Linked DNA regions of Mus musculus: regions 2 and 3 are each linked to region 1. The links are chromatin contacts, called in public Hi-C and HiChIP or PLAC-seq maps. All regions are on one chromosome and are shown on one strand. Each heading gives the region's core, a stretch centred on a gene start, on an enhancer-like site or on the middle of the called end of the contact. The rest is flanking DNA. Distances are from core to core; before and after follow the strand shown. Region 1 overlaps Ncor1 (nuclear receptor co-repressor 1). Region 2 holds the start of Trpv2 (transient receptor potential cation channel, subfamily V, member 2). Region 3 holds the start of Ubb (ubiquitin B).

The links. Hi-C and Micro-C count contacts between places; a contact is called where the count stands out from the background. HiChIP or PLAC-seq counts read pairs in DNA pulled down with a chosen protein or histone mark.
Region 2: a Hi-C map of embryonic stem cells shows a contact between it and region 1, with 2.9 times the contacts expected there. The contact joins the promoter of Trpv2 here to the enhancer-like site in region 1. A contact is called at or near these places in 8 of 39 promoter capture datasets (the C10 cell line, cranial neural crest, frontonasal cranial neural crest and 5 more), 2 of 484 Hi-C or Micro-C datasets (embryonic stem cells and nephron progenitors), 3 of 115 datasets of contacts at active chromatin or transcription factors (the SCID.adh cell line, bone marrow-derived macrophages and embryonic stem cells) and 3 of 9 other capture datasets (adipose tissue, liver and pancreatic islet).
Region 3: an H3K4me3 HiChIP or PLAC-seq map of embryonic stem cells shows a contact between it and region 1, with 21 read pairs. The contact joins the promoter of Ubb here to the enhancer-like site in region 1. A contact is called at or near these places in 2 of 39 promoter capture datasets (hippocampal neurons and neural stem cells), 4 of 115 datasets of contacts at active chromatin or transcription factors (embryonic stem cells and stem cell-derived neural progenitor cells) and 3 of 9 other capture datasets (adipose tissue, liver and pancreatic islet).

The regions. Positions count from the first base shown.
Region 1 is chr11:62,352,766-62,357,454 of GRCm38.p6, reverse strand. Ncor1 (nuclear receptor co-repressor 1) reads left to right here. Exons shown (of 45, transcript NM_001252313.1): 23 at 2,767-2,884; 24 at 2,983-3,084; 25 at 4,121-4,221. Among named protein-coding and RNA genes, the nearest start is that of Ttc19, 74 kb to the right of the region's middle. Within about 2 kb of position 2,029, at least 4 of the 459 cell types and tissues checked have an H3K27ac peak or open chromatin away from gene starts, as enhancers often do. A contact at or near this core is called in embryonic stem cells, where this site is marked.
Region 2 is chr11:62,572,930-62,577,618 of GRCm38.p6, reverse strand. Trpv2 (transient receptor potential cation channel, subfamily V, member 2) reads right to left here and starts at 1,992. Exons shown (of 15, transcript NM_001382489.1): 1 at 1,494-1,992.
Region 3 is chr11:62,548,628-62,553,316 of GRCm38.p6, reverse strand. Ubb (ubiquitin B) reads right to left here and starts at 2,146. Exons shown (of 2, transcript NM_011664.4): 1 at 1,722-2,146; 2 at 104-1,177. The coding sequence starts at 1,171. The coding sequence ends at 254.

The DNA of each region.
Region 1 (4,689 bases), core at 780-3,279:
TTGCAAGCTTTATAGATTGGCTTCTACTTTCATTCTTATGATCAGTTACATGCTGGTTTCTTTGTACATAATAGTTTGAAAATCAGCATTCACTTTTAATAGCATGGTTTTCAAAACCCCCCCTTTCTTTTGATTGCTCTGGTTATCTTTTGTTTACAAGTGTTTAACTATATATTTGGATTTGTATCTGCACCCAGAGTTTTTTCATGGATCTATTTTTCTGCTTTTCTTTTTATAATATTCTTGATTATTGCCACATTATATGTCCTGAAATATATATAAATATATAGATACATAGATAAAGCCAGAGTTATAGTAAACCTATAAATCAGTTTCAGATAGGAATAGATTTTAACAATCTTGAATCTTCTTTTACTCTTTCTTTCTGTCTGCCTTTCTTTTTGTTTGTGTCTGTCTGTCCTTTGTTTGTTTCTTTTAGTGGGCCAGGACTTCTTCATGTAGCCTTGGCTGTCCTAGAACTTGCTTTGTTGTTGAACTCTCAGAGATCTGCCTGTCTTTTTATTTGCTTCCTGTCTGTATGCTACTACCACTTGGCTCTTCTAATCTATGTGCACATCTTTTCATTTGTCTAGATCATTACTGTTAATTCCTATTTAAAGTGTTTTATAATTTCTTCTGTAGAAGTGATGTGCATATCTGTTTATTTTTGGCTATTTCAGTAATTTTAATGTATTCTGCGTTCTCTCTCTCTCTCTCTCTCTCTCTCTCTCTCTCTCTCTCTCTCCCCTTTTTTGAGACAGTGTCTTATTATGTATCATTACTGGCTTTGGAATGTAACTATTTAGACCAGGCTAGCCTTGAACTCACAGTGATCTTCCTGCCTCTGCCTCCCAAATTCTGGGATTAAAGGCCTGCACCAACATGCTTAGCAATTTTAATGTATTCTTTGTTTCTATAAGTTCTTGGCTCATACAGTCATGAGTGCAGACATCATCAGCTTGATTCCAGACCATCGTAGAAAATAAATATCTTAGTGAACAATGTCATGAGCTTTTTGGTTTTCTAGTATATATAAAAATTTATTTTTGTTCCATGCTGTAGCCTGTTAAATATGCAGCAGTATTACATCTAAAGGAGTGTGTGTACCTTAAGTCAGAAGTAATTTAGATCTAGACATAGTTGCATATACCTTTAATCCCCAGCATCCTAGAGGCTGGGGCAGTGGGATCACATGTTTGAGGTCAGCTTGATGTTGACCATCTACGATGTTGCTGTAATGGTTCTGACAGACTCACATATCTCTCATAAAAAAACTTCAGTTTACTAAAAATAGGTCAGCTAAAGGTGAGAGCTCCTTAGGGCTTTGTTTAGGGTATGCATAGCCTTGTATATACACACAACTTTCTGGGTTCCAATGGATGTGTTGCAACTTTTCAAATATCTTCTGATCTCTTGCTATTTTCATAGATGTTCTTTTTGCATTTTTAAGACATATAAAATATTGTTAATAGTAGCTTACATTTTGAGTGCATTGTGGTAAATGCTGTAGGTAATTTAATAAATGCGAATGAAGGACCAGCCTTGGCTAGGTCCAGATTCCTGAGAAAAGGGTTGTCTGGGAGCTTTGAAAACAAACTACTTGAAGTCAAACATGAGCCAAGCTGGTGCCCTATGTCTGCTTGAGACAGCTTTCCAGTCTGCTTTCTCTGCAGATCTCCAGACAGCTCTCTCTATGCTCTGCCTGTGGCATTTCTCTCTTCCTATTTAAAAACCATCTTTGGATAGCTAACTCTCGCAGATCATAAACCCGATCTCTTGTTCTCCATATTAATCCAGTCATTTACTCCAAGCTTCCTTAGGATGATCCAAAGCATCTGCATCTGGGACAAGCACATTTTCTTTTAACATTGCAAAAGAATTCAGAAATCTGTCTGCCTCTATTAAGCATAGACAATAAACTAGCAGAGTGGGACCCTATCCTGAAATTACCATTTCTATCACACCTGCTCAGTCCCTGGCTGAACCTGAATTCTGGAATCTGTCTGCCTTTGTAAGCATAAAAACAAAACTAATGAGCTGGGTGGGGTCTCTCGGAGTGCCACTCCCTACATCTCTTCTCTCCTTCCTCTGTAACTCTCTTGATAAGTTGGCTGGAAGCGCAGCTGCCTTTGTTCCTTTAGCTTTGTGAAACCCCTCATATAATTAATATTGCATCCTTAGGTTTTGAGGAGTTAGGTATTTTTGAACAAGTTTTTAAGAGTTCTTTTCCATAGCCATCAGAGCTATCCTGAAGGTCTCAGCACTTACCTTCTTCAAGCATGTTGACTTGCTGAGACATTAGCCACACCTCCAGTACTCTTTGCTGTCTCTGATTTTCATGGAGTCACCAACATTAACTGGGAGGACTTTCCTTGGAGGAGGAATGTTAAGTATATATGTTATTATACAAACAAGCCTCGTGCTCCCCAACCCCCCACCCTCCCCAGCCTTCACCTCTGGTGGAGGCTCACACCTCCTGGTCCTGTCCCAAGTACAGGAACCATGTCATTCTGTCCCTAACAAGGCCATGCCAGACTTGGCTAATAAATAATCTATATGTAATATGTGATATTGTTAGTATACATATTTTACTCCTTTAGTTTTTCTAACTTAATAATCTATGCTGAAATTTCCCTTTTGTTCAATTACTTTTTAAAGTTGTGAGTGGCAGAGATATAGATTTTTATAGATGGAACGTGAAGATTGACTTTACTCTCAGGAGAGACAATGCTTAGTCTTTGACTCTTTTATCTTTTTATTTTTTAGGGAACTCCTGGCACTTACTTGTCTTCTCATAATCAGGCTTATCCACAAGAAGCCCCTAAGCCCTCCGTGGGGTCTATCTCTCTGGGATTGCCCCGGCAGCAGGAGTCTACCAAAGCAGGTCAGTGAGTGGCCACAGTTCTATCACGCCTGTTTGTAGCATCATGGTCAGCCACTCAGTGGTTGGTCTTCTCATGGTTCTCTTTCTTTTCCCCATAGCTCCTTTGACCTACATCAAGCAGGAAGAATTTTCTCCGAGAAGCCAAAACTCACAACCTGAGGGTTTATTGGTCAGAGCGCAGCATGAAGGTGTGGTCAGAGGTAAAACTGTATCCAGTTTAACAGTTATGTTAAACCTTTGCCCATAGTAAACTTTATAAAGGAACTCATTAAAATTTTTTTGTGGGTACATCCTAAGTTGTGGTAACAGTGATAATTTTACTGGCCTTGGATATGCTGTATGGTCAAGTTTGAACTTGGATTCTCAGTCCTCCTACTTCAGCCTCCAAAGTATACATGAATACAAACAGCTTAGTCATTAATATATTTTAATGACTTATTTCTTCAAGTTACTGACTTTTATGTTTTTGCTTCCATGTAAAGATAGCTATTTTTTAAAAAAGATTTATTTATTTTTATTTATACAAGTACACTGTAGCTGTCTTCAGACACACACCAGAAGAATGCATTGGACCCCATTACAGATGATTGTTAGCCACCATGTAGTGGCTGGGAATTGAACTCAGGACCTCTGGAAGAGCAGTCACTGCTCTTAATCGCTGAGCCAATAACTTTAAAACTTTTGAAATTTGATGGGCATATAGTAATAAATCGAAACCAAAACCAAAAAGCCCCACCAAACTCTGACATTATTTGTCAGCCGTAATTTTTAATAATATATTTATTCTGTTATTTCATATATTTGTATAGTGCATTTTGATCATTTCCCCAACACCAACTCTTTCCCCCTCAACATGCTCCCTCCCACTCTCATGTTCTCAGCCACTGCTCTCTCATTTTTTTGATAGTGCAGTTATTATTGCCTATATATGCATGTGTATTTGTGCCATCTACTGGATTATAGGCAGTCTACACATGTTTCTAGTTCCCTAAAGAGAAATTGCTTCTTTCCCTAAGCAGTTATAAGCTACCAGTAGTTCCTCTGCTAGGGGTAGGACCTTCATCAATCAGTTTGAACAATCCTTTTAAAGATCATTATGATATTATTTGAGCCATGCATTTCATTAGGATAATTTTTGTTATGCTTGCCCCATTCTGCTGTGTGAGAACTTGTATTGTGGAGTAGGGGCTGCTAGGAAGAAGGCAATGATTTAGTGATGGTTTTGTTTTCATTCAGGCACTGCAGGGGCTGTCCAAGAAGGAAGTATAACTCGGGGAACTCCAGCCAGCAAAATCTCAGTGGAGACCATTTCATCGTTGCGGGGCTCTATTACCCAGGTCAGTGCATGGGCCATCATCTCCTGGAGCCTGGAAAGCTGGATTTCTCAGGAGTTTTAGTTATAGCAGTGCTCTTGTTATAGCAGCATGGGTCATTGTTCTTTTATGAGTCCAGCTCTCAGTAATAAACCTCAGATCTCCAGACCTTTTCCTTTCCGGCTGCATTTTAACTCCAAGCCATGGTATCTATACTGTAGTTATTCAAGGTGTTACTACTCACCTGGAAATTGGCAAAAGAAACTTGCAGAAGATATTATAGTCCTTATGGACTTCCTGTAAAAGCTTTTATCATGTGCTTAGATTAAATAGAAATTGAGAAGAAAACAATGAGAAATGCTTCTTTGTGAAAAGGTATATTTGTGATCTCAATGTGTAAGCTGCTGTGTTCAAATTCATTGAGTACATCAGAGACTAAACAGAATCCTAATTTTGATTAATTTCTTTTTCTAGCTAGATATTAATTTTAAC
Region 2 (4,689 bases), core at 743-3,242, 220 kb before region 1:
TGGCGTCTACACACATCCAAAACCACACCTACATACACAAAAAAATAAAAATAAAAATAAAAATAAAAGAGAGCCATGCCTGGTGGTGCACGCCTTTAAACCCAGCGTTCAGGAGGCAGAGGCCAGCCAGGTCTACATAGTGAGTTCCAGGACCAAGGCTACATAATGAGACCCTGCCTCAAAAAACAAAAACAAAAACAAAAACAAAACAAAAAAAACAACAAAAACAAAACAAAACAACAACAACAGAAGGGGTGTGTATGTGTAGGAAGGAGAGTGGGAAACTGTTAGCTTTCCAAGAGGGAAAATCAGCGGTGAAGGAGAGAGGCAGTGTCAGGAAGATGTGCTGGGAGCAGGGACCTGACAGAGTTGTCACTTTGATATTATCTCACAGGAAGTCAGGACTGTCTTTATCCCCCTTGGGAATTTCTGATGTTCAAGAAGACTCAAATCCTATTTAGGGGTGAGAATGCTTGTGTTCACAACCCCACCCATTCTCTACCTGATATCAAGCCCAGTGCCCAATGGTACAGACAGATAAAACTTCAGTTGTTTGGCCAGCACAGGCCACGAAACCCTTAATGTAGAGAGGGAGCGATCCAGGGAACTACTGGTCTATCAGACCCTTCCTTTTGCTGCCAGAACAACCGCGACTCAGAAAAGAGAAGTGAGTTGCCACCTCGCTTCGTGTCCTGATGGTCCTCTTCAGTTCTCAGAACCCAATTACGTTCGTTTCCAGTCTGACTCATATCTGAGGGTATAAGACACCACCTCCGAAGGGGCTTTAGAGCTGGCAAGCGCTATCTGCCTTCCCACCTCAAACTGCACACTGGGTCTGGGGTTAGCTGACAGCTAACCTCACCCTCAACAGAAACAGCAACCACAGCCTCCATCACGTGGCCGGGGCTGGGACCTAGTTAGAGCTGGGGAGCCTCTGTCTTCCTCAGAGTTCAGAAACCGGAAGGAAAGAATCAGAGCCGGTCAGAAGACAGTGGGGGTAGGAAAAAGGGGCAGGGAACAGGTTGGTAGAAATAAGGGACAGAAAAAAACAGGGCCAAGAGAGGAAGCGGTAGTGTGGCCCCGGCCCACTCTCAATTTGTTACAGGATCCCAGTACACTCAGAGAACTGGGTGGGGCATTTTCCACAATAGCCAGGGGGCCTGACTGAGGTTTCACTTCTCTGCCCACCTTAGTAGGACATGGGCATCCTCCTTTTGCGCAGTCTAGCTTCCACCCTCAAGCAAATCCTGGCAGACGCTGCGTCTGACATCATTCCCAACCCCCAGCAGCAACAACTGTCTTCCAGAGGCTGTCTACCTTACCTCCTGGGATCCCCATTCTGGCAGCAGAGAAAGAGGCCTGGAGGTTCAGGGAGCCAGATCCCACGCAGACCCTTATTCCAAGATGGAGATGCCGGGAGACCAATCCAATCATTCACTGTCATACTTCCAGACGCAACCCCTAGGACATCCTGAAATAGCCCATCGACTTACCCCTCAGGCTGAAGTCAAGGCGTAGCGGCAGCAGACTACAAGCCAGGATCACCAAGCCTAGCGGGACTCTCCAGCAGCGGGGATTGAGAGAGGAAGTGCCGCGGAAGCCTCCGTAGCTGGCCGTAGCTTTCTCTGTATCGTCCACCCTCCACCTGTTCGTCGCACACAGTGGATAGTGCGGGCTTAACGCCAACCTGTCAAGGACCAGTGACTGGCCACTGGGCTGATCATCAGGACCACTGGCCACACCCTGCTTTCGCGAGACACGCCCTGCTCCTCCATCGGTGCACTTCCACCCACAACTGTAGCCAGAGAAGCCCCTGGGGCAGTCAGAGGAAGTTCTGGGGTGGTGGGACCTAGGCTTGGGTGGAAGCTGGCACAGGTGTGGGATTCATGCCCTAAAACACTGACGCCCACCCCTCCTGATTCTTAACACCGTGTGCCCTCCCCCGGCCATTTGGTTCATCACTGTCCGACCCAAGGGAGAGAAGAATGGGATAGCCCCAGAGAGAGAAGAGGTTCAGTCTAGCATTTGCCCCAGAGAATGCAGCCCAACCCATCCAGCCATTATTTCCATCTAAGGAAGATTCGCTCAGCGTCCTGACCCCAGGGATCCCCCGAGTATCCATTTACAAGGGCACTTCCAGAAACAGCCAGCAGGTGGCAACCGTGTGGCCAACAGGAATGGCTGAAATTGTACAGCCCCGGCACTGCCAGGGAGAACAAGGACCAGCTCTCCCTCTCTTTTTCGCCGGAAGACCTCTGTCCTTGCTCCACATCCCAAATTTTGTTTGATTGGTCCAAAGCACTAATTTCTCTCCCGTGAGAATGTTCTACCAAACCGGTCCCCCTGCTTCTCCGCTGCTACACTCATACGTCACACCCCATTCTTATACCAACTAAGGTGGTCTGCTAAAAATATAAACCAGGGGCCAGCGTTTAGCTTTAATGGTAGACTTAGTGGCATATGTAAGGCCCTGTGTTTGACCCCCAGTATCAGTAATCAAAGAAAAACTAAATAACAAAAATTAATTAATTAATGTCACCCCCACCTCCAAGCCACTTTTTCATAGCACTAAAAATAAAACCCAAACTTCATACAACAACCTCATGCAGCCCAGAGGCCCGCCCCAGTCATGTCACCTTCACCATGCTACACTCCAGACCTGTACCGTCCAGTATGGCAGTCATTAGCCACGGCAGCTATTTAGATTTTAGTTTGGTTTACACTTTTACCTGCGGCAAGGACTTGATATGAAACCAACTGTGGCAATCCTCCTGCCTCTCTCTCTACAGTGCTGGTGTTATAACTGTGCCTCCATGGTTGGTCATCTTTCAGATGAGTCCACTGTAAGGCAAAACTCAGCAAATACTAGCTGGCATGGCCCTCCACTCTTCCCAAATATGTCCTGTTTTCTCTGTAGTACAAGCTGTCTCACCTGCTAGGAGCAACAAGCAACACACACACACACACACACACACATATACGCACACACACAGTAGCATCGCCATCATGGCCACATACCTTAGTTCTAAGCATCTTCTGCTTGTGTTTGTGTTTCTTTGTTGGTTTTATAGTGCTTGAACATGGGCATGCCAGGCCAGCCTCTACCACAGCTTCCTGCTCTATTTTCTGTTTAAACATCACTTCCTCTCAGTAGAGCTAGACCAGCTAGACCCTAAACTGGGGGGAGGGGCCCTAGAAACGTACTCCTAAGACACCTGCCTTGCCCCTGGCAGAGGCTGATTTGTACTGTGCTGCCTGCCCCCTATAATAACATACTTAGCCATCCACTGTTGCTCAAATGTGCTTAGGACTGCAAGTGCAGAGTAATGCCAGCACTTCTGTTTAGCTGGGCGAGGCCCCAAGAGGTGACTCCTTGCAGCAGGAACCAAGCCACGTATATGCATTTAAGCAATCAACTTCATAAATGTTTAAATCTATGCTTAAAATTTCCTTTAACAAACTCTGTTTTTTTTAAGCAGTTACTTCATATTAGCTTTTTTTTTTTTTTTTTTTTTTTTTTTTTTTTTTTTTTTCTATGAAGACAAGGCTCCAACTTCTCCTGAGTGAGGTGAAGCCTCTGAAAGAGAATTCTTGAAGCAACTGAGGGCAGCAGAATGGGAAATAGAATTTTTTTTATTAGGTATTTTCCTCGTTTACATTTTCAATGCTATCCCAAAGGTCCCCCATACCCACCCACCCCCAATCCCCTACCCACCCACTCCCCCTTTTTGGCCCTGGCGTTCCCCTGTACTGGGGCATATAAAGTTTGCAAGTCCAATGGGCCTCTCTTTGCAGTGATGGCTTACTAGGCCATCTTTTGATACATATACAGCTAGAGTCAAGAGCTCCGGGGTACTGGTTAGTTCATATTGTTGTTCCACCTATAGGGTTGCAGTTCCCTTGGAAATAGAATTTTTTAAATCTTTTTTTTTTTCAAGGCAGGGTTTCTCTGTGTAGCCCTGGATGTCCTGGAACTCACTCTGTAGACCAGGCTGGACTCGAACTCAGAAATCCGCCTGCCTCTGCCTCTCAAGTGCTGGGATTAAAGGAGTGTGCCACCACTGCCTGGTGAATTTTTTAAATCTTAATGCTGTGGCTTTATGTTTAAAATAAAGCCAGTAAGATGACTCATCAGGAAAGGGCATTGGTCATGCAAGCTTGGTGACCTGAATTTGGTCCCTAGAACCTATGTAAAGTTGGAAGGACAGACTTGACTCCACAAAGTTGTCCTGTAACACAACCACACATGCATCATGTAAATATAAATGCACGATAGAAATTAATAATAAATAGTAAAGGGGGCTTGAGAAACAGCTGAGCAATTAAGACCTAGCCGCTTGTGGTGGTTTAAATGAGAATGTTCCTACATAATATCATGTTGGAATACTTGGTCTCCAGTTAGTAGAACTCTTTGGGAAGGATTAGGAGGTGTGGCCTTGTTGGAGGAGGTGTGTCACTGGGAGTGAGCTTTGAGGTTTTTAAAGACGTTATTCCCAGTGTTCCATTTCTGTGTCCTCCTTGCTGATCAAGATGTAAACACTGAGTTGTTCCTGCCTCCATGCCTTTGCAGCACCATCATGACCTATAATTCTTTGAAAATGTAAGTTCAAACTTAACACTTTCTTTCACAAATTGCCTTGGTCATGGTGTTTTGTCATATCCATAGGAAAGTAACTAAGAAATTGTTTT
Region 3 (4,689 bases), core at 897-3,396, 200 kb before region 1:
CATATTTTAGTCAAGACCAATCTTTAGTTAAATCATGCCCAAAATAATCAGTTAAGAGCCCCCACCACCCAAGCCACCACAGAATTTCACAAGTGACACCATATATGCTTACCATGCAACAAAACCTTTATTAACATTTTTTAACAGAGGTTCAGCTATTATTGAAACTTGTAATTTCTAAACTTAAATTGGGGCAAGTGGCTAGAGTGCAGAGTAATGCCATCACTGCCCACTGGGAATGCAGACCGAATAATTAATAGCCACCCCTCAGACGGAGGACCAGGTGCAGGGTCGACTCTTTCTGGATGTTGTAATCAGAGAGAGTGCGGCCATCTTCTAGCTGCTTGCCGGCAAAGATCAGCCTCTGCTGGTCAGGGGGGATGCCCTCTTTATCCTGGATCTTGGCCTTCACATTCTCGATGGTGTCACTGGGCTCCACCTCCAAGGTGATGGTCTTGCCGGTCAGGGTCTTCACGAAGATCTGCATGCCACCTCTCAGGCGAAGGACCAGGTGCAGGGTTGACTCCTTCTGGATGTTGTAATCAGAGAGGGTGCGGCCATCTTCCAGCTGCTTGCCGGCAAAGATCAGCCTCTGCTGGTCAGGGGGGATGCCCTCTTTATCCTGGATCTTGGCCTTCACGTTCTCGATGGTGTCACTGGGCTCCACCTCCAGGGTGATGGTCTTGCCAGTCAGGGTCTTCACGAAGATCTGCATGCCACCCCTCAGACGGAGGACCAGGTGCAGGGTTGACTCTTTCTGGATGTTGTAATCAGAGAGGGTGCGGCCATCTTCCAGCTGCTTGCCGGCAAAGATCAGCCTCTGCTGGTCAGGGGGGATGCCCTCTTTATCCTGGATCTTGGCCTTCACGTTCTCGATGGTGTCACTGGGCTCCACCTCCAGGGTGATGGTCTTGCCGGTCAGGGTCTTCACGAAGATCTGCATGCCACCTCTCAGGCGAAGGACCAGGTGCAGGGTTGACTCCTTCTGGATGTTGTAATCAGAGAGGGTGCGGCCATCTTCCAGCTGCTTGCCGGCAAAGATCAGCCTCTGCTGGTCAGGGGGGATGCCCTCTTTATCCTGGATCTTGGCCTTCACGTTCTCGATGGTGTCACTGGGCTCCACCTCTAGGGTGATGGTCTTGCCGGTCAGGGTCTTCACGAAGATCTGCATTTTGACCTTGAATTTAAAAGGTAAAAATTTAAAAGCCTACTAAAATCTTCGATTCCCTACAAAATACTTCTACTCAAAACTCCTCCCCTTTTTGTCATAACATAAAACCTGTTTTGTCATGGTTTCAAACTGCTAAACCTTTCCAAAACACTAAACTGGCATTTGGAACATTCATCAACTGCGGGGCATCCAAGTTCGCTAACAATAGACATGATAAATTGAAAATAAAAAATATCCAGACCAGAAGCCATCGATAAAAATTCAAGTAATAAACAATGCCCGAGTGAGAAGTACCTCTTTTCTGCCTCCCCCCACTGAAATAACCACGATGGACTCTCCATCGGTTAAGCGTCCGTTAAGCTCCCTGGCGCGCGCGCCAGGGCCGCCCCCGCTCCGCGCACGCGACCAAGGCCCACTCTTCCCGGAAGGCCCGTTGCCGCGTCACGTCACCTCGCTCCCCTCCCCCACCCCAAGAAAAAAAAGGCCCGCTTAGCACCACGTAAGCCCCCTCTCTAAATCCTCCCATGATTCAAACGCCGTAGACAAATACCTGTTAACAAATGTGATGAAAGCACAAACCGCCCAGCGCGTCGAAACACCCTCACAGAAAGACCGCCGAACCGGACAAAGCCTCTCGTCACTGAGCTCAGTGGCCGCGCGAGCCGCTATTTATGCAGCGTCTGTTGCGTGACTGCTCACTCCTACGTAGCTGTTGTCTTCCTGCGCCACCGAAAGTAGTTCCGCGGGCCCCCACCTCCCCCAGACCAATTAGGCGTTTTTGCCGAGCTCCCGATTCTTCAGAACCAAAGAAAAGAGTACTACCAAACGAGAGACACTGTATTCCCGGCGTCTCGTCTCCTCTCGTGCAAAAAATTGAAAAAATCATCACGCGGATGAATCCAAGTTAAAGGGCCCTCCCTCGAAAGCTCTGGAAACCTCCTTGCGGCGCCAGCGCTGATTGGTGAGGAGTCAAAGATGAGGCCGACGCTGATTGGTGGAGGTCGCGGGCCGCTCGATTGTTGCTGGGCTCGGTTCTCGGGCAGTTTAACGTCGACGTTGCTAAGTAACCGAGTGCGCATGTGCGGGCGCTCGCCTTAGCGAAATACTGATGTTTCCTGCTTGAGGTGGGGGAGGGGCGTCTTCTCTTCCCGCGTCCGGAACCCCGCGTCCCGAGTTCCCCGTGGTTCTCTCGCACCCATCGCTCGGCGGCTTTACGCCACAGGGTGAATTGCGACCTCACCCTGCTCCCCCTGGCTGGACTCTAGCTTCGCCCAGGCCCCCTCCAGTATGAGCATTGATGCTTCCGTAGCCAGTGTTTTTAGTTGTTTTGTCTTGTGGCTTAGCCGCCCACGGGCCCAGATGTGGGTGGGAGTGGGGTGGCTGCCGGGCTGGAAGCTGAGGATTTAGCCAGAGACCCAGCCCAGAGCCCGGCCGGACTTACAGATTCTCTCCCTCCCCAGCAATCTACAAACAAAGGAAGGAAAGAGGAGAAATGCCTATTAGACTCAGTACCCGGGGTTCACCCACCTCTCCCATTGGGATGTCTATTGTGCAAAGGAAGGGAAGGGGCCCGTTAATCCTAGAACCTCAACCTCAGGACTAGGTTCTGAGGTTTTGGGTGTGGTTGCTTTTCCCTCATCGAGATCAACAAGGAAGGAGCAGAACTGCTCGGATTGCTTTGTCATGCGGAGTCACGAGGATGGCCATGTAAACAGTTTTGTTTGCATAGGCTACCGGCTTCCGTACAGTAAGAAGTCTAGCTACGCTAACAGATTAAACTTCACTCTGTAAAGGTTTACGAGTTATTACCATATTACTGAAGGAAACGTTAGGAACATAGCTGGTTTGCCTAGCATGAACCAAAAGCTCCAGTTTGATTCCCCAGCCCAAAGTCTGCTTTCTAGAATAAAGAGCAGGTAGAATTTTATTTGAAGTGAATTGAAATTCAGAAAATGTCTCCTTTGCATAGTATTTTATTTTTATTAGGAAGCATGAGTCGGACCTTGTTTCAACAAGCAGAGTATGTCTGAGTCAGACATTTTGAGGCACAGACTCAGCCAGAGTGCTGATCTTATGATTGATGCGATGACTTCATTGGGGTAAGTTCCAGCAATTGCCAGACGGGTTATTGCTTCCTAGTTTGTTTTGTTTTCAAAGTAGATCGTTTGGTGACTTCAACCCAGTAATAATATTTCAAAAGAATGGCATCTGGACAAGATAGATTTTTTTTTCCGTAGCATAGTTTTTGTTGCTTGTGCTGTGTTCACCCCTAGCCCCACCCCTTGGAGACTGGCCATCACTCTGTAGCCCTGGTTGGCCTGGGATGACTATGTAAATCAAGAGCTCACAAGAGATTCTCTTGGTTCTGTCTTCCGAGTGTTGGAATTAAAGACACGGACCATCGTGCCCAGCATGATGTAAACAGATTTTTTTAAAAAGTATTTTATATCTGAGTGTTTTCCTTGTATGTATGTCTATATAGTACCTGTGTATCTGGTACCTGAGGAGCTCAGGAGGGTACCAGATACCCTAGAACTATACAGACTGCTGAGTACTTGTGTGGCTGCTTGGGAATCGAGCAGCTAGTGCTCTTAACTGCTCCAGCCCTCTATAAACAGATTTAAAAAAAAAAAAAGACAGTATAAATTTTGAGATTAGAAGTTTATTGAGTTAGTTCAACAATGTTTCTCCAATTAAAAAGGAACTGTTTTCCATTTTTGTTCACAATAGAAAAAAAAATTGTGTCATCTTTAGGCCCTAAAACACATGAATACACCTGTGTGTGTGTGTATGTGTATTGCTCTGTAGACCAGGCTGGCCTCCCATCTCAGAGATCCCCCCTGCCTCTGCCTCCTGCCTCCAGAGTGTGGAAACTAAATGCGTGTGAGAAATATGTATTGACTGGACAGCAGTGACACAGTGACACATGCCTTTAATCCAGAACTAGGGAGGCAGAGGAAGGGGATCTCTGAGCTCGAGGATAGCCAGGAATACATCCTGCCTCAAACACAAAAATAAGGAAGAAAGGAAGGAAAAGGAAAAGACTTATTTATTGAAATAGGGTCTCATGTAGATCAGGCTGGCCTTGAACTCAATTATATAGCCCAGGATGACCTCACACTCATGATCTTCCTGCCTCTGCCTCCTAAGTGCTGGAATTGCAGGTGTGTACCACCATAACTGTACTGGCAGGAAAGAGACACTTGTATTCTGAGACACGTATGTCCTTCCATTAGGGCTATCAGGCCTCTCACACAGTAGACCCCAAGGAATTAGAATTTACTGAGGAATCTCACACTAAGAGAAGAAAAAGGCTTAAAATCCTGGATCTTGCCTTATAGGAATTTCTCTCTCAGGTAGAGATTTCACCCGGGTCTGACAACTTGTCAGACCACATTGAAGGAGAAACTGGAGTCCTGACAGTGAGGACTGTGGAGGCCACACTTCCATCACAACTGCTTAGTTATGCACATAACCAACTGTCTTATACTTAAATATTTTCTCATTTAAAAAAATTA